Regions from separate parts of the Mus musculus genome. Here region 2 is linked to region 1. Evidence: chromatin contacts called from public Hi-C data. All regions are on one chromosome and are shown on one strand. Each heading gives the region's core, a stretch centred on a gene start, on an enhancer-like site or on the middle of the called end of the contact. The rest is flanking DNA. Distances are from core to core; before and after follow the strand shown. Region 1 overlaps Dock4 (dedicator of cytokinesis 4). Region 2 overlaps Immp2l (IMP2 inner mitochondrial membrane peptidase-like (S. cerevisiae)).

What was found. Hi-C and Micro-C count contacts between places; a contact is called where the count stands out from the background.
Region 2: a contact with region 1 is called in a Hi-C map of the N1E-115 cell line, with 8 times the contacts expected there. The contact joins two enhancer-like sites. A contact is called at or near these places in 3 of 15 datasets of contacts at CTCF or cohesin (embryonic stem cells, large pre-B cells and pro-B cells), 5 of 484 Hi-C or Micro-C datasets (the N1E-115 cell line and embryonic stem cells) and 2 of 115 datasets of contacts at active chromatin or transcription factors (embryonic stem cells and large pre-B cells).

Annotation. Positions count from the first base shown.
Region 1 is chr12:40,836,187-40,843,279 of GRCm38.p6, forward strand. Dock4 (dedicator of cytokinesis 4) reads left to right here. Exons shown (of 53, transcript NM_172803.2): 50 at 444-516; 51 at 2,255-2,368; 52 at 5,051-5,112. Among named protein-coding and RNA genes, the nearest start is that of Immp2l, 180 kb to the right of the region's middle. Within about 2 kb of position 2,990, at least 19 of the 459 cell types and tissues checked have an H3K27ac peak or open chromatin away from gene starts, as enhancers often do. A contact at or near this core is called in the N1E-115 cell line, where this site is marked.
Region 2 is chr12:41,626,406-41,633,498 of GRCm38.p6, forward strand. Immp2l (IMP2 inner mitochondrial membrane peptidase-like (S. cerevisiae)) reads left to right here. Exons shown (of 7, transcript NM_053122.4): 5 at 2,359-2,424. Among named protein-coding and RNA genes, the nearest start is that of Gm40412, 22 kb to the left of the region's middle. Within about 2 kb of position 4,491, at least 2 of the 459 cell types and tissues checked have an H3K27ac peak or open chromatin away from gene starts, as enhancers often do. A contact at or near this core is called in the N1E-115 cell line, where this site is marked.

The DNA.
Region 1 (7,093 bases), core at 1,740-4,239:
AAATTATAGAATATTCATTAGCTCATTTTTGTCTATTATAGTATTTGAACTATAAGTTTGTCTATATAGTAGGTTTTTAAATTAATATTTCTCCTTTCATTCTTATTCATGTCATACTGCCAGTCTAGCAGTATACACTTGTAAAGAACATCATACCTAGCGAATTCTTACTATTAATTTTCCCTATGTTTATTATGAGTAATTATTTACCATTTATATTTAATGTAAAACACCATTTCTTATTATGTTTCTTTCAGAAAACCTAAGACTCTGTTTCCCCTTTTCTCCTTAAATAGAGTTTAATTATTTGTTCCTAGGCTCATTATACCATATAGAAAATGTTTTGAGCAAAGAGTTTCATAAGGAGATAACCATCTCATTTTCTAAAAGGCATCCTACCTCAGCATATTATATCATAAAAATGGACTCTTCTCCCTTTCCAGAGGATGCTGTTTAATCATATTGGAGATGGGGCCTTGCCTCGAAGTGACCCCAACCTTTCTGCACCTGAGAAAGGTGGGTACCAGTCATCCACCCCTTGTAGGTCCTAGAATGTGTCAGGGTTTGTTGTGTCCTCATTTCCCCCAGTCTTCTGTGTGCCGTGTGGCAGGTAGAGCTCTAGACTGTTAATGATCAGGGTGAGTGTGATCTTTAGGCAATTAGTGAAAGGCAGTTTATCATGATCCATTCTCCATAAACTCCTAAGCTCTGAGCAAATTAGAAGCTCCTTTGTGTAATGGCTTTCTGTTGTTCAGCGAGCCCAGGCCAAGCCTGCTCTCCCTGAAGCAAAGTTGCCAATTAAGCCACTAGTTCACACAATGAAAGTAGCTACTCCTCAGATTGATTCCACAGACCCCATCCATTGTCTCCTTCACAAAGCTCATATTCAGCCAGCTCAACTGTTGTTGGTGGTCACTCACACAGGCTCTTGTACCATTAAATGCCATGCAAGCATTGCGATCAGACGCATAATGGAGTGGGGCCCGCCTCAAGGTCAAGCACACACAAATAAGATGCACACACCAAATGCATGCATAGAGCTAAGAAGCCAATTAGCAACACACAGACCAGGAAGAGCAGATTAAATGTCGCTTCCTCCACTGTGGGTGCAGGGACTTGCAAAGTCACCCGTTTGCCTCTCAGGGTCAGGCCTCAAAAATAGCAGTCTCGCAGGCTAATGAATCAAGACTCACTAATGAAATGTCCCAGTAAAGTGCACTTTAATTGCCCCCATTAAGAACTAGGCTGTATTACCATTTTGGTACACTGATAGATTAACATTAAAACTTCCCAAAGGGAGATGAAAATTAGTGAGGGCCTAGCCAAAATTATTTTAAAGCATGGAATTAGCTTTAATGTTGTAAGTCAAGCATTGATCTTCACCAGGAGAAACTAGGGATGTGCTGTTATTTTTACCAACTTTACTAAAGAAAACTACCCAGCAAATATAAAAGAAATAGAGAAAAAAAAATAATGTTTAAAATATTTCCACCCCATTAAATCAAAGCAGTAACTTGGAGGAATAAAACGTGGCAATTCTCACTGCGTCCGTCAGATGGCAGTATCTGCACGGGAAGCAAGCGGGAACGCTGGTTTTACTATTAGAAACTTCATTGTGGAGTGTTTCATAACCTTGTGTGTCCTGCCCTGCTTCCTAGCAGAGCTGTCTATATTCCTACACCGTGATGCCTGGAGCAGATGGATTGCAAAGTAACAATGACGTTATCAGCAGTCCAAGTGGTTTTCTCAGGACTTACTTAGTGTAATCTGTCCATTTGGAACTCATCCTTTCCTGACAGGACTGGTCAGTGTGGCACCCTCAACCCTGTCCTTGGTACTTCTGCCACACAGTTGAAATAAGAGAGTGCCCTTTGCCTCATCACCTCCTTTAGATGGCCATTTGTTCAGACATTTCTACAAATAGGCTGATGACTATATTTTCCATCTATTTCTCAGCATCTAAACACATTTGGAATTCTCAGCAGGTTGCTACTCCCTGGCATAGAGATTTGCAGTTCTGTTTGACAGCTTGAGGGAAATAAAGAGACCTGCTGTTACTCAATTAAATGTCAGCTCTGTTAGGTAACCAATTAGAGAGAGGTTTAATATTGGGGAAGTGTCCTGCTTGGTTACTGCTTAAGGTTTTGTGGTCTTTTTGACTACGTTCTGGATAATTCTGCCAGACTCCTAAGATCTCAAGCATTTGAAAGGCAAAGCTGGCTCTTGTGTGTTTAGCTGTGTTATTCCCTTCCAGCTGTGAATCCCACCCCTAGCAGCTGGAGCCTGGACAGTGGGAAAGAAGCCAAGAACATGTCGGACAGTGGGAAACTTATCTCTCCCCCTGTCCCTCCAAGGCCCACACAGACTGGTGGGTATTTGAAGCATTTGAATAATCACTTTCATATAATAAGTATATTGAGCATTTCAGTTTGCTAGCAACATCATTTGCCTCTAGTTGGCTCCTCCTTTCCCTGTTCTTCTGCCATACAGTCAGACAACAGTCCCTTCTAATAAGCCCCTCGGAAGAATTTGAGCATGCCATCTTCTTCCTGGCTCCATGTTCAACCCTTGTTGCTTGATGGGCCACTGGCCTCTGCCCTTCGCTTGCACTGATCTCTGCTAACTCGGCCGCTTTCTATAATCTTCCCCGATGACATCAATGTTTCAGCTGACTCGAGAGCCAACCCTCAGTGGCTTTGAGGAGCCTCTGACACCTTGAGTTATCTGCTGCTCTCAGAGCTCTGTTTCCGGCAGTGGTGTTGCTCAAAGGGCTAAAGCGTGGACCTGCATCTCTTGTAACTGTGGCTCACGAAGCACATCCTAACGTACGTCTAGCCTCAGGTCTTCTGAGCCAGTAGATTATGTTCCTGAAATGAGGCTGGGGCCAGCATTTTACCAGGCCATTTGTGGGCTGCTTCTGCTCACTAACATCTGAGTGCTGAAAATGGTTGGGAAACTTCCAGCCTGGCCCTGGGTCCCCAGAGAATCACAGACAGAAGCAGAGCTGGCTTTCATGAGCTTCTGTTGGGAAAAGGCCAACTTTCCCTCTGAACATACACCACTTGCTTGGTGACTTGCATGCGGAGCAGTTTTAAGAGAAGCTTGAACTGACTGCCTTTTCCAGTAACCAGATCTTGTCAGCACTTTCCTACATCGCTGGAGCTTTCCAGGTATAGCCGGCCTAAGAACCAAAGAAAATGTGGTACCATTTCCTCAGCAGAGTGCCCTAGTCTGAGCACTCGGTGTCACTTGCTACATCGTAGCTTCTCATCCTTTGAATAGTTTCTGCAGGGTCAGAATGAGGGATGAATTTAATCCTCTTGATCGGTATTAGTATATCGGTCTGATTGTAGAAATGAGGGCCCATCAGCCAAATCATTTGTATTTCTTTGCTGATCCATGTACATTCAGACAGTCTCGTTATTTAAAGGCTTGGTTGTGCCCGTGAATATGGGAACTTGAAAGGTATTTTTAAGGGAAAATAAGATTGATAGTTCTTACAAAGGAATAAATATTATCAGTGCTAGCTGGGCGTCTGAGACAAAAAGAAGCTGGTGGGTCTATTTTAGGCTTATAGAAAGTACATTTCCAGAAAAATAGCTCGGAGAAAGAGCACTAGGTGCCAGGCCTGCACCATGTCTAAGACCAAGTCAAGTACACAGGAGGCCTTGACCTCAGTGACAGTAGTGGCAGATGTGGCCGATTTCTCTGTACATATGTGGTTTTCTTCCTAGTCAGCACTCACAACGTGTGGGAACAGAAGTAGGAGCTGGCTTGTGTAGATGAGACCTCCCAACCCCGCAGTGTGATAATGGACCACCCTCTGTGGTCTCTTAGGGCTCAGCACAGCTGGGCAACCCTTCTCCTCCCACATAGATTGGTAGGGCTGCTGTCCCTTCTGTACTGATTGCTTTCATGGTCTGTCCTGATGTCATCATCTGTGGTCAGTGTTGTGGGGCTGTGCAACTGTCTGTCTTTCTTCCTTTCAGCCTTTCGGTAGGTTTTTATGAGTTCTAGACCTCAGTGTGATGGCTGGAAGAGTGGCAGGAAATCACAGAGGGACAGAGCTCACATTCGCCAAAATCACTCTGTGTGGAAGTGGGAAGGACGGCTTGGCCTCGCCCCGTCGACTGGGTCACAAGCTGTTTTTATGCTATGCAGTTACAGTCTAGAAACAAGACGTGATCTGTAAGCACACAAAAGAGCACATGCCACACATGCTGGGTCCCTGGCATCAGACCTGAAAACCCCAGAGAAGCAGAAGTCACTCTTGCCATGATGGTGATATCTCAAATTCCCCACCCAGCGGACTGAGGGAAGGCCTATGGACAGGCATTAGAGAAGAAATGGGAAGCTTATCTCCCTTTGTACTGATGTGGACAAGCTTTCTGTCTGCACTGGGAATGTTGGGAGGTGAGGTGAAAGGGAAGGGTTACTGAACATCCCTATAGGCCTGCTCTAGGCTGCCTGCAGGGCCTTGGTCTTCCCTGTTCAGGCCAAAGACAGAAGGTGTCTCCCAACGACTCCTAGCACTTTCCCCCAGGAGCATTTTATGAGATCAAGCAGTTGAGTGATGAAAGGCATCTGGACTTGGAGGTTTAGAAAGGATTTGAGAGCCAAGCGTGGCAGCACAGACACATAACCTAAGCACTTAGGAGGTGTCAGGAGACTAAGGAATTCATGGCCATCCACAGCCGTGTATGGAGCTCAAGTCTAGCTTTGACTACATGAAGCCTTATCAGCAGAAAAAGAACGGAAAGGAAAGAAAAAAAGGCCATTGGAGCTGTTTGGGGCCATACCCTTCTAGTCAAAGCATCATATGTGTACAGCAGTAACTTTTTCACTAACTGGCCAATGTCTTGATGGCACCATCTTCTACAAGGAATCTATTCTAGAGAGCCATTGTGTAGTTTGTCCTCTCCATTTTCCTCTTCCCTTGCTGAGAAGATCCTTATCCACTAATACATCTGCCTGGGCTTGGACACATAGAGGGCATATGCAGCCAGCCCTCTGGTTTTTCTTAGTTAAAATGTTCTTTCTCCATCTACAGCTTCGCCAGCAAGACACACCACATCAGTGTCCCCCTCGCCTGCTGGACGTTCTCCATTGAAGGTACAGGTCTGTCATTAGACTGGATCCAAAGATCGGCCCTGGTTCCTTTTTCTTAAAACCTTGTCCTAAGCTCATCAAAAGGTGCTTTCATTCCTACAGACAAGGTCATATTAAGAAGGGGGTTGGGGGCAAGAAAACAGCGCTGCTTTTCCCCTTGCAGAGATTTACCCAAGAACACAGATCTCGTGGGCTACGTTTTGTTTTCTATTGTTTGTTTTGTTGTTTAGTAGTAGGAGGATGCGCAGCTTAATTCTCCATATTTTGGCAATGAGAACATAACAAACTATAGTCAACACATTTAAAGCACATTAAACATACATGTGTACGCCTACATTGAAAAACGCCCGTAATCAAGGTCTACTAAATGCTCTTCTGGAAGTTTTGGGGCTTTATCATCAACCTCATTCATTTTGGCAAAGCCAAACCCAACTTTCTCTCTCAATACTTTGCATTAAAGATACTCCACATTACAAACATATACTGAATTATAGAGGACATGGTGGCATAAATGGGAAAAAAAAAACCACAGAGAACAAGCTAGCCACCTTAAGGGTCACATGTGTGACATGTAAATGCAGGCTATTTAACATCTCTAAGCCTACAAATCCCTCAGGAAGATCAAGAACAATATTCAGTCAGACTGGCCACAAGGCTTTTCAGCACACTGGAGAAGGGTTGTGAGAAGCGCAGCCCCGGGAGCAGACAGGAGGCTGGAGGGAGTGTTGAATGGATGGTTGGCACCGGGTTGACTTAGGTGTCCACACCCTGTGTCCTCTGTGTAGATAACACAGTGCTAGCTGAGATGAAAGACAAATTGGTCTCCACAAACACTTCGGAACAGGTTGTGACCCACTGTATCTGTGCTGCTCATGACTGTCACCTATGGAAACAGAGAATACCAAAAAGGGGGTGGGGCCTCAAAAAAAAAGTGTGGCTAGGTTTTCATCGCCAGAGTTCCTGTTGTAAAATTTTGCTGGAAGTGCAAATGATTTTCTAGTTTTGCTGTCACTCCGCAGTGCGGCTTTTATTGTGAAGTCCACGTGACAGTGTTTGCTCTGGAAGCCACTGCCTGTCATCATCCTGATGTGAAGAAGGCAGGCAGCATGGCGCTTCTACATCTTTGTGTCTGTACACCCTCAAAGCACTCACTCCCACACATTGTGATGGAGTTATCGCCTGTGTTTCTCAATTCCATTATGCAGAGTTGAAATACGGCAGTAAGTGTTGGCGATTAAACTCTTACAGAAGAAAGGCAGCCTTAGTGGAAAATGCTCAAGTGCTTATTAAATAGCTCAAGTTCGCAAGCTGGTCTGTACTATCCTAAAAGGGACCTGCGTGCATTTGTACTGGCCCAGAGGCAGTCCTTGGATATAACATATCTTTATAAATAGGGCTTGAAGAACAGAGAGAGGGAGAGAAAGGAGAAATATCACCAGATCACACCTTGTGCTGTAACTCCCAGGTTACTTTAGAGGGCACCCTACTCCCAAGTTTCAAGCTTCCCTGTAATTGGAATGCACTTTGGTATCTTATCTGATAGAATTTGGGGTGTGCCTAAGCACCCAATGCATTAGAACTGACTCTTTACGGAAGACTGAACTTATGTGTCTTATATTGAATGTGTGATGTCTTTTCTGAAAAAGATGTCAGAGAATCTGGATCTCATAATTCACTATGCTTAATTATAGACTCCTATTAAATGAAAGGAGTTGTGCCTACCAGCACTATATCTTTTTAAATGAGAGGTTAGGGGCTGGAGAAGGAACTCGGAATAGTACTTGCCTTGAAAGCACAGGGCCTTAAGTCCAGCCACTCTGAACCCTTGTGAAAAAGCAGACACACTACCCATGTAGATGTGGTGGTGTGTACTGCCCAGCCCAGTACTGGGAATAGGGAAAGGAGGTACCTCAGGGCTCACTGGCCAGCAGCTCCAAGCCACCGGGAAACCTGGTCTTAGAAAAACAAGGTCGGTAGCTCCTGA
Region 2 (7,093 bases), core at 3,241-5,740, 790 kb after region 1:
CCATATATAGTCACCAAACCCAGACACTATTGTGAATGCCAAGAAGTGCATACTGACAGGAGCCTGATATAGCTGTCTCCTGAGAGGCTCTTCCACAGCCTGACAAATACAGAGGCAGATGCTCACAGCTAACCATTGGACTGAGCACAGGGTCCCCAATGGAGGAGTTAGAGAAAGGACTGAAGGAGCTGAAGGGGTTTGCAACCCATAGCAAGTACAAAAATATCGGCCAACCAGACCCCCAAGAGCTCCTAGGGATTAAACCACCAACCAAAAGAGTACACATGGAGGACCCATGGCTCCAGCTGCATAGGTAGCAGAGGATGTCCCTGTAGGGCATCAGTGGAAGGAAAGGCCCTTGGTCCTGTGAAGGCTAGATGCCCCAGTGAAGAGGAATGTCAGGTGGGAGTGGGTGGGTGGGTCAGTGAGCACCCTCATAGAATCAGGGAGAGGCAGGATGGGATAGAAGGTTTCCTGAGGGGAAACCAGGAAAGGGGATAACATTTGAAATATAAATAAATAAAATATCCAATTAAGAGAGAGAGAGAGAGAGAGAGAGAGAGAGAGAGAGAGAGAGAGAGAGAGAGATGGAGTCCTAAGGGAATAGAGGTAGGGAGGAAAGAGGGGCTCCTTTAGGGAAACTGCAGCAGGATTAAGAGGAAGTCTGATAAGACTGAAATGAAATAGCTTAAAAACCCATTTCCTAAGTAGTCTTAAGTTGCCTACTCAGAGAATCCAGTTTCTTTAGCTTAGAGGTACCACAACCCCTCAAAGTAGATTTAGGAATAGCTGTTAATGACTCTAAACTTACACAATTTGTTGAAAGAGGCCAGTCAAAACTCTAATCCAGTTTTTCTTCAGAATAAAGAATTTTCATAATTATGTGAAGTAATTGCAGCTATTTACATAATTTTATTTTCTCTGTAAGATAAATTCTAGGATATTAATTGTATTATAACTCCTTTAGTTCAGAACACAGTCAGTTTTTCTAATGCTTTTTGTTTTTATACTTTTACATTTCTTTGAAAAAAGCCTTTTAATTCAAAAAGTGAATTGACATGAAAATATTTTGTCTCTTGTTGATTTTCAAACACAAATGATCATTTATATGATATATGATCTGTTTCTTGAAACAAGTCCAGTAAATCAGAGCTTTAACATGGTATCAGCAGGAAACTGTCCATATTAAGATGCCCCAAATTGGTACAATGCCTAACAGCTTAAGTCAACAGAAATTGATGGTGCAGCCTGGGTGGGGAAATTGGTGCAGGGCTGCTCTAGAAGTGCAGTCCAGCTGTTGCTCAGAGCTGCAGCTTCCCCCATGTTGGCTGGGTTGAAGGACAAGCTTCTGAGCTCAGTGCTGTGACTTGAGCAGTCTGAGTCCTTCCCCCATGTAACTGTCACTATAGGGATGGTTCAGGGCAGTTACGGCTTCCTACAAAGGAAGAATAGAGAAACTCCAGGTATGAGAAATACACATTTACAACCAAATCCCAAAAGTGATACACCCATATGACTCCTTTCCCATACTCTCTTGACCTCAAAGATCAATCCTAGCCTAAGGTGGGAAAGTATCCATTGGGATGTATGTTCCAGGAGAGGTGGGGATTTATTTAAGTAGTGTATCTTTGAATCAAAATTTCCCATCACAAATGAGATTAAAATAGAAAATGCCTTTTTTACTTTATATATCAAAATCTGTCAATTTCTTTTAACTATCAGGGGCACTTGTTTATCTCTCTGAATTCTATAATCATCAAATTGCTGAACTTCAAAATGATTTAACAGGATTCTTTATTTCCTTCTTTAAAAAAAAAACTTCTAGCATCATTGTTTTCTGGAAGATTCTCTTTGAATTTTAAAATGCTATAACTGCTAACATTTATCAATTAAAGAAATGTCTGTTAACTTCCTTACATATAAATTCTATTCTTAAAAGTATTTTCTTTAATAACGACATACTAATAATTTTTACCCCTTAATATCTAAGCTGTTGATCCCCTTGTTTTGTGTTCTACTGTATATAGGGTATCATGTAGCCCAGGCTTGCCTGGAACTTGCTGTGGGTAGAGGGATCCTACTATTGTTTTGTCCATCTCTATGGACCGGGATTGCCAGACTATTTCAGCTTTACTCATCTTCCCTCTGTGTTTTTCAGTTTTAAGTTTTACTATGGAACATAATTTTCTCACCAGTATCTTAGGTCACTTGAAACACAAGTAAGGTTCGCGTCATGCCATGAGTGTGAAGAATTCTGTAGTGATTTAACCACAGCTGATTTTCTTAAGCAATTTATCCTTCTTTTCTTCGAATAACAGAAACATAGCTGATTGTATAATATTTTCTTTTTTATCCTAGGTCTCCTAAAAACCCAGAACAGAAAATCATTAAGAGAGTGATCGCTCTTGAAGGAGATATTGTAAGGTAGGTGCCCAGACTACTGTTCTTAACTTAAAATCTGGATTTTAAACTTGCTTTTGAATGCTTATTTGAAATTAAAGTAAAATACGCCTGGCGATCTAGAACTTTGGGCACCCTTCCCTTAGGCTTTGCTTTATTTGCTTTGAGCATCAGTAACTGTTTCAGGATGGAAGGTTTACCTGAGGTCACTCAGCACACCATTCTTCTTAAGTTACAAAACCTATGATAATTATTAATTAAACCAAGATTAACCACATACTCTGACCATTAAATTACTGCTTTCAGGTATTAATGCTAGCACAATTATTTTAATATTGTGACATCAATATCTATTTTAGAAATTTTCAAGAACATTTTATTATTTCAGAATCCCCAACACAAACTCACAGGACTCCTTTATAACCGTAGAGATCAGGACAAGCTGGATAGCAACTGAAACACACATTTCCAGGTTCACAGTGAGTGTTGAAACTGCACACAGCACTGAAACAATCAAGAGTTTGAGCAACAGATAGTAAAGTCTTATTTATCGTGCTTGCTGATATAAACAATATTTGAGAATGGGCAAGAAAGCCATTAGTGCACGATGCATCTCATTCTGATTGCCTGCTTGAAGTAAGGTGTACCCAGGTGTACACAATATAGTAGTCAAATGCCTTGAAAATTGTATTCAAGATGTTTTCTGATTCTGTTTCCACCCAAAACTCCATCCTAAAAACACTTGTGTTAATGATTATATAAACAAAACAAACGAAATGGAAAGAGCCCCTGTCAGTTTTAGAGCAGAATTGAGATCAGCAGTGTAAAGATGTTGGCAGGATCACCCAAGACCCCCTTTGCAGTTCTGTGAGAGTAAAACTACTTTATTCATAACCAAAGGATGCCATTTGTCTTTTTGTTTTGTTTTATTTTACTGTTTTGCTATTGTTCATGCAGGATGGAACTTTCCAGAGGTGTGATATTGTGATAGACTGCATAAAAAAAGCAGTCACCGCACCCCAGCTATTCTCTCTACACCAGCCAAGAATTAGAAACATTTACAAAACCATTTAAAATGTTTCCTGACTCATTTACCACTGAAAAATACTGTGATTTTATTTAAAAACATGGCCAGAATAGGGAAATGCACAAAACCAAAAACAGGTTAGTGATTCCCACAGGCATGGAAGAGGGGAATAGGACTCTTAATGGGTGCAGGGCTATTTGCTTGTTTGTAAGAGGTATAGAGATATCCTAAAGGGTACCATGCTGACAGTTGTACAGTTAGATATGTAAAAATGGAGTTGCACATTTTAATGAGGTTGTTTATATACTATAAGAACTACATGTCAATAAAACTATTCTTACAAAACTAAAACACTCATCAAATTACACACATTATTCATGTAATAAAATAAAATTAAGACAGTTAATGAACCAGGATTCTTTTAAAATTACAATTGAAAAGGAACTTTGCTGTTTCTCATTGTGAATTACCAGCTGGCCAGTCAGCAATGTGACATTAGAGATGTCTGCACAAGATTAAACTCTACAGTGGATCTCTGGGCAGACATGACGCTTTACTCTCCTCACTCTGTAAGTGTACACTGGGTTCACACTGCAGAGGCAGACAGAGCTGAGGCAGGAGATTAACCAGGGTAGGAGTCACCTTCTTCCTGGATACTGTTGAAGCCCATGCAGAAGAAGTACTGCAAACAGACACCAGTTATCATCCCCGTTTGTAGACCTCAATCATGGAGCAGTGAGTGAAACAAAGGAGGAAGGACTCAGAGCTAAGATTTCCTTCCAATTTAAAGTCTTTTTCAAAAATCCTTTTGTTAATTAATTAGAAAAACAACCATTCTTTACTGCTTTATGTCTTTCAGTGGGGAAGAACCCATTTCTTACTTTTTCTTTCTTTTTTATTCTTTTCAAACCTTAGCACCTGGTTATCTCAGCTTCTCAGACATTAAACTAGTGAGAGAATACACACCTACAATGGTTTCTAACAGCCTTGATAGGTGTTAAAAGGCCAGACAATGAGATAAGAAAACACTTCCTGATGAGCTTCCTTGTTTCTGTTTGTGATCCCTTTCTGGTAATTACATATCTGAAAATGCTTATAGGAAGTTGCTCCTGTAAGTCACAGGGGTCATTAGCCTAGCAGTGCCCTTGTGACAAGCCAGGGCTCTGGTGTGTGACATGCCCTTTCAGTCCTGTTTTCCCTTGGATACTACTGAATTTCCTAGGAGGCAGACTAAAACCAAATGTGACTTTCCAGAATTTGCTTTCATGGGAAGAATTTGATATTTTCTAAAGAGTATAAACAAACAAACCCCTTTAGGTTTTAGTATACATACCATGATATATGGACTATTTTTAACTTAAAACTAGAGAATCGGAGGTCAGCCTGGAGGTACGAACTTTTCAGAGGTCAAGTTCACTGTTAAAGACTTAACCCAGTATTCTATCTAGGTAGTGTTCTATTAGCTAAGTTTCCTCCGCTTATAAATGTACAAAATGTATTCTTTAGAGTTCCTGCTGAGGAGATATCTCATAAAATAAGGGGAACAGTTCCCAAGAATCAGCTCCCTGAAGAATAGCAAGAGAGTAACACTATGACTTCTAGTTTCATTCTGTCCATTGTACCCTGTATCCATATTGCTCTGTCTATTGCCTCCATTTTTCTCAGTTGACCTTTGTCCCATTGCTTCCTGCTGCCTTCTTTTGATGTGCCTCATGTCTCAATGATGTGATGGAAGTCTCAGTATGCCCTCTAGGGGACAGAGCTATGGTGTATGGATTAGATGGACTGCTGGTCAACCAACTGATCAGCTGATTTGGGGTAGATGGCCTTTCTGGTGTAGCATCACAGGTAGAGAGGCCAAGTGACCTGGCAAGCACCCTGTAGTTAAAACAAAGCCACTGTAAGGGTTTTGTTGGGTGGAATGACAGATACTGAGATGGATCCCAGGACAGAGCATTGCAATTAGCAGTCACTTAGCTTAGCACTACCTTTTCAAGTCTCAGTTCAATGACATTGTAATCTGTTCTCTTTAGTAGTGGCTTTGACTCTACTCCCTAAGGAAGATTAACTTTTTAACGTTTTGTTTTTAATTACAGAAATAGCTTGGCTTTATTGAATTGTAGAGGCTATGAAGAACATCCTTGCTCACAAATACTACTTATCTTTGCAGACTAAATAGACTAAAATGGAAATATTAGTTATAAAAGTACAGAATTGTGGTTGTTTTTATTTTTAGCTCCCCTCCCAGAAAGCTTTATTTTTTTATTTTAAAAGATATTATAAATATAAATAAATCACATAGTGCCCTAGTTAGAGTTTCATTGCTATGAAGAGATACTATGACCAAGGCAACTCTTAGAAAAGAGAACATTTAATTGGGACTGGCTTACAGTTTAAAAATTGCAGTCCATTGTCTATCATGGGAGGAAACATGGCAGCATGCAGGCAGACTTGGTGCTGGAGTAGCCAAGGATTCTGCATCTTGATCCACAGGCAGAAGAAAGAGACCATCTTCTGTAGGCAGCCAGGCAGAGGCTCTCTTCTATACTGAGTGGAGCTGGAGACCCCAAAGGCTACCTACACAGCGATATACTTCCTCCAACAAAGCCGCACCTATTCCAACAAAGCCACACTTCCTTGTATGGCCATTTACCATGGACCAAGAATATTCAAACCACCAAACATCAAAATTAATTAGTCCCCAAAACTATACAGAAAGTTTTTATACATTTTTTCAATACTACTGAGAATTAACTTCTCAGAAGGCATTCACTTTTTATTCCATTTTTTATATAAATTCTTCTCCTATATATTACATCTTGACTGCAGTGTTTCTTCCCTTCCCTTCCCCAAGTCTCTATCCCCACTTCCCTTCTCCTCTAGATCCACTCCCTCCCTTAGAAATGAGCAGCCCTTCCAGTGACATAAACCAAACATGGCATAACAAGCTACAAATAAGACCAGGCACATACCATCACATCAAGGCTGGACTAGGCCACCCAGTAGGAGGAGGGTCCCAGTAGTAGGCAAAAGAGTCAGAGACAGCACAGGATATCTATTTAAATGTCAGATAAAGTAGACTTTAAATTCAAAAGCTTAGACACACTTCAATATAACCTTTGAAATTAATGTTGGATGATCTGGTTATTTAACCAGTTCATGAGCAGGTATGTCCACCTTCTGTCCTGTGGGACAGAATACAAAGAATTGTATTCTGAAAACATGATTTTTGAGTTTATGATGCGAAATAACTGATATGCTTGTTTCTTAAGCATGAATTTTGTAAATGGCATCATTGTAAGAGATTGGATGCTCTTGGTGAACCTTAATTCCATCGACTTAATGGTCATTGACATGGGTACTAGAGAGACATAGTGAACAAAAGAAACATTTAACCTTCATTTGCATACATGCCTGTTGTTGGGGATGGAGAGCGAGTCTACATGCACATGCATGAACATGCACAGGTAAGATAAGAACATATGAGAGGTGTTAGTAAAAAGAGGTGGATTTTAGGTAAGGGATTCACTGCAAATTTCTCTAAGTTTTGGAAATTAAAAGAAGGAGACAGTGAATCATCATGGGCAAATGAAAGATAATCAAACCAAAGAACTCACCAATGCAAACCTGAGGAGGAAACAAATTAGGTGAGAGTTCAAGGTCTTG